Linked DNA regions of Bicyclus anynana: region 1 is linked to region 2. Evidence: chromatin contacts called from public Hi-C data. All regions are on one chromosome and are shown on one strand. The core of a region is the stretch at or near the end of the contact, and the rest is flanking DNA. Distances in the headings are between cores, read along the strand shown. Region 1 overlaps LOC112053170 (protein daughterless). Region 2 overlaps LOC112053170 (protein daughterless).

The links. Hi-C and Micro-C count contacts between places; a contact is called where the count stands out from the background.
Region 1: a Hi-C map of whole body shows a contact between it and region 2, with 2.1 times the contacts expected there. The contact joins two enhancer-like sites. A contact is called at or near these places in 2 of 2 Hi-C or Micro-C datasets (whole body and whole larva).

The regions. Positions count from the first base shown.
Region 1 is chr18:9,590,136-9,592,835 of ilBicAnyn1.1, forward strand. The region is part of intron 1 of LOC112053170 (protein daughterless); the gene reads right to left. Among protein-coding and RNA genes, the nearest start is that of Trnam-cau, 11 kb to the left of the region's middle. Within about 2 kb of position 1,261, at least 1 of the 8 cell types and tissues checked has open chromatin away from gene starts, as enhancers often do.
Region 2 is chr18:9,532,053-9,534,752 of ilBicAnyn1.1, forward strand. The region is part of intron 2 of LOC112053170 (protein daughterless); the gene reads right to left. Among protein-coding and RNA genes, the nearest start is that of LOC112053179, 46 kb to the left of the region's middle. Within about 2 kb of position 1,414, at least 5 of the 8 cell types and tissues checked have open chromatin away from gene starts, as enhancers often do.

The DNA of each region.
Region 1 (2,700 bases), core at 11-2,510, 58 kb after region 2:
ATTAGTATTCGGTATCGGACAGCTTGCCAATTACTTTTGTAATTAACCGACTTTAAAAAGGAGGAGGTTCTCAATTCTGTCGGTATTTTTTAACTATATTAACTTGTATTTTATAGTAATACTAGCGGATGCCCGCGACTTCGTCCGCGTGAAACTCGATGTAAACTTTCAACTACCGCTACCCTACCCCTACCCTACCCCTACCCCTACCCAACCCTACCCCTACCCTACCCCTACCCTACCCTACCCTACCTCTACCCTACTCCTACCCTACCCTACCCCAACCCTACCCCTACCCTACCCTACCCCTACCCTACTACTACCCTACCCCTACCCCGTTTTCTAATTATTATTAATATGAACTTTATACAATAACAATAAAGCTCAAATTGACTACGTTTTAGTTACAAATCATTTGTATGTATAGTTTTTAATTAACAAATAAAATATAAGGGTTGATCGTAGAGGGGTGAAAATTTAGGGTTGTATGTATTTTTGTATGCTGTGTCATAAAAAAATAAAAACAAAAAATTTTGCCTAAAAAATAAAAAAAAAAATTTTGGGGTGGACTACCCTTAACATTTAGGGGTTTGAAAAATAGATGTTGGCCGATTCTCAGACCTACTAAATATGCACCAAAAATTTCATCAAAATCGGTCGAGCCGTTTCGGAGGAGTTCAATGTCGAACACCGCGACACGAGAATTTTATATATTAGAAGTAACTACTATATTAACTTTGCTTGTTCTTATTTATGTCGATGAAAGGACTCTTATGCAATACCAAATTTGAAAATTACAAAATGACCACCACAAAACGTAGCTTTTCTTTCGATTTTTTAATGGTCAATGTTACAAAAAATCAACCTACTACATCAAAACTACTGACTCTACTGACGTTTTTCCAGGAGATTTTTAACCATAATATATCACATTTTATTAAACTAAGCCTAATCTCTAGAATACTAGTGGGATTATTATAAAATTCATTTGGGATTTCATATATCGAACCGCGGGGCACAGTAAGGTAGTATTTTAGTTTTTTTTTTATTCAAAACAAGCGGACACCCGCGACCTCTTCCGCCCTTAGATCTCCATAATCCGGTTTCTAGTTCCGTTCTTAGCGGACGTCAACCAACTATAAACTACCTCCCTGCCAAATTTCATCTTTTTACGTCAATTTTCGTGCTGAGATCATACACGATGTGGTAACCCTAACTCGTAGACAGTGCAACTAGTAACCCTGCGCCTTGGCTAAATGATACATGGGTCCGACATACCATACCATATAGCACCGTGTGAAAAGCTCATTTAACGTGTAATGGGCATTTAATTGGCCCCTTTCTGACCAAGTTCGGACTAATTCGATATTTGCTAAAGTACTGCATTAATTACCAATGATACCCTTTGTCGGTGTCTTGTATCGGTTTTCAAAGATTGTCACTTTACGGAGCATTTTTTTTTTTCGAAAAATATTAAGCGATTCTACCCACGAAAAAACCATTTTTAAGCTTCGAGTTGTATTTTTGTCACCTGAACGCATACTATCTATATTATATGCCATCCTAATTAATATTTAAATTGCAAATATGAGTATGTTTGGTTAGCTTTAACGGCTAAACCACTAAACCGATTAAAAAAAAATTTCACCAAAAGAAAGCTACATCATTAGCGGATAACATAGGTTATATTATTTATCCCAGTATTCCGAGAGGAACGGGAAATACGCTTGTGGACGTTCGCTAGTATAATGGTAAACTTACGATTTAACCAAATGGGAACCGCCGCCTCCAAGAAGGGTTATATTTTTTGCGCGTATCTTGTATGTATGTAATATGTTTTATTACCTCATATCTTCCAAACCGCTGAACGGATTTACGTAATTAATATATTTTAGGCAGGTATTTTTTTTTTTAAATAATTTTTTCAAATAATTGACTTGATATGTCTGTTACACTTACAACCCAACCAGGCACAATTACATAACATTAAAATCATCTCAATTGCATAATAACTCAAAGGTCAAACCTTACACTGTATTGTTTACGCGTAAAACACAAACGTGTCTGTCGACGCGGCGACCCGAGACGTTTGGGTCACGTTACCAGTGGTAATAAATTAACTAACCGATAACCCGGGAGGTTACTACGCGTATCTGGCCCATCGGGCGTGTCTGTACATTCGCTTATCGGTTATAGTATTGTTTATTTATAATTAATTAGCTTAAAGTAATTATATTATTGTATTTACATGCGATATATTGACATCGTACTTTATTTAATCTCGCAATTATAAAAAAATATCGAATAATTAGTTTTTCATAAGACATAGCTCTCATTTATCTTTTTTTTTTTTAATTTTTAACAATGTTATAATAAAAATATATTACAAAACACTATTAAAAATTTATAAAATAAAATAAACCCTCCCGCTGCGGTATTTGAGTGCCCAAGCATCCGGCGGTCAGGGCTCCAGAGTGAGAATCAAGTAGTAGTCAAGAGTATCAAGAATCACTGCCATCTGTATACGACTCTTTACCGATGATTTATGGCAAGCGTCCACTGATTAGCAACGTATGTATCGGATGCATCGAATCGTAATAGTAGGTAAAATGAGATGCGTCCGATACGTACGATGCGGATCAGTGGACGCCTGCCATAAATCATCGGTCGTCAACACCACGGTCGTTCCCGGCCTTGACA
Region 2 (2,700 bases), core at 164-2,663:
TACACCGACTCGGAACTGACTTGCTGGTGTACTCAGAACCGTGCAATCTATACGTGGGGCAAAGCACCCTCAGAGATTAAATAAAATATATTTTTTAGCTGAATTGGGTTTCAAATCAAGTAAAATTAAAATATTACTATATACATTTGAAAGGTCATAAACATGACGAATTTTTGAAAACCACAGAGATGAAATTTGGCAGGGAGGCAGTTTATAGTCGGTACTCGGTAAGTAGCTGCTAAGAATGGATTATGCGATAGGGCCGCATTAAAGAGGCCTAAGGGCGTATATATTTGAAGTAAGTAGTACTTAATCTTAGTTTACAAGCACATATGAAAAGTCATGTTTGACTATTTGTAGAGACTACCACCGTTTCGAAAGACTATCACAGGGTTCTGTTGGCATGAGCCGGCAAGAAACTTATTGCTCTGTTAAAATCATCATTCTTAACAAAATTCACTGTACAGGGCGCAGGGGAGTAATTCCCATGTACTTACATAACATTATTTTTTTAGTTAAAAAATTAGCTATGCAGTTCGGCTCCTACATGTAGACTCGTCAACACCTTTAAGTTATGGGAAATACACCCGAGCACCCTGTATAATTACATATTAATTGTACTTTTTGTGTAAAAATTAAAACCCGTCCAATTGCCTGTTTGGATGCCAACATGATGTTATTACTTAATATGATAATTTTACAGTTGTTGTGTGACATCTATTTACTCGTCTAAAGTTAGGAATTATAAATTCACCCTTTTTTATTTGTAACCGAGTAGTTCCCACAACGCACGGGGTGACGTCCCTTCACCCCCATTTTCCGTTGTTACAGGTACGAGGTAATTGATGATTCATGCAACGAATGTTTAACTCTTTTGTAATTTAACTACCACATTGGTTTACCGGTTAGCTTGTTCAATTGCGAATCAGACTACAAGGTTCAAGAATCGGGGCAGAATAAAAAAAAAATACTGTAAAAAATATTGGCGGAAAATTCGGATAGGAATTCGGCGGTGTTGGTTCACTCCCTTGACTCGGTTAACTGTATAATTAAAAAGTACACAGCAGTGGCGAAGGATGAAATTTAGATGAAGGTAAGCCGTCCCAAAGAGAAGGAAATTGATATGGTGTGCTATAAACTCCGGTTTCTCATACGTCATATACTCGTAGAATGTCTCTAGATAAAGTACAACAATGAATATGCATGGGTTTTTAAAGGTAACCCGACGGGAATCAACTTGCATGAATTCTTCGCCGCTGGATATACAGTGCACATGTGTTTTTACACTTCTTGTACTTACTGCGATACGGCTATTATAGATTCGATAGAGTCAACAAAGACAACATCCTGTATCCAAGAGAGAGCGCTTAAAATCACGACACCGGATAGGCGCAGGACAGGAGGCGGATATCTCACGAAGGGGTGTAGTGTTGCGCGGGAATCGAACCCGACACCGCGCGACATCCGGTGGGGTACACGTACAGAGTAACCTGTTATTACTCTACTACTCGTAAGGTTAAAGGTATGAATTGGTTAAAATATAATTACTGTCCTCTCGTCCTCTCCTCTCAGAATGAGAGAAGTTATGCTAATACTGCTGTTCCACGCTTCCCTATAGCGGATTGGCAGACTTCAGTGCCTGTCCTAGACCGGATTTGAACCTACGCCCTTCGATTCGAAGGCAGAGGTCACATCCACTCGGCTATCAAGGCTTTCCGTGTTACATAGACTTTATTTTATCCCCGTATTCCCACGGCAACGGGAATGACGCGAGTGGAACTTAGGAGTGTCTGCGAGTCTATAAAGTCAGCCTCTGACGATCAATAAGCTGCAGCACTAACGGCTTGACAGCCGATAAAACTAATCGTGTGTTGGTCGCATGTGCACGCCATCATGCCTATCGCGACCAACACACGATCGGAGTTATCGGACGTCAAGCCATTAACGCTCCAGGCATGTGGGCTTATTAGATGGTGAGAGCAATATATACAAACCAAAAAGTTGGGTATCTAGGTAGGTAAAAGGTTCACGACAGCCCACTGGGAGCCTCTCTATAGCTCGCTAAGTTGTATCGGCAGAGAGATATATCATAAATAAATCACCTCATTAAGTTGCTTATAAATATTCAATGCGCGTGCGCCGACGACGCACAGTCTATACCAACCAGTGACAGCGCATTTGCTTCTCCAACAAATTAAATATCACGCGTCTCAAACGGTGAGGAAAAAACATCTTGAGGATACCTGCATACCAGAGAATTTTCTTAATTCTCTGCGTGTGTGAAGTCTGCCAATCCGCATTAGGCCAGCGTGATGGACAATTACTCCTCTTATTCTGAGAGGAGACTCGAGCTCAGCAGTGAACCGAATATGGGTTGATAATGATGATGAATGATATCAAATCAAATTCATTTATTTCCAGTAGGTTTCTATACAAACACTTCTGAAGAGTCAAGCGCAAGCTTGACAGTGAATGGTTTTACCATCGGTTAGAAAAGCAGTAGAAAAACAGCTTTTGCAGTTTTAGTAGCAGTTCATTTTAAAATTAGGCCAATAGTCCACCACGCTGGCCCAATGCGGATTGGCAGACTTCACACACGATGCTTTCCCTTCACCGTTTGAAACACGTGATATTTAATTTCTTAAAATGCACACATTGGAGGTTGCAATGTTGCATGCAAAGTAGGAGGTGCATTTCCCG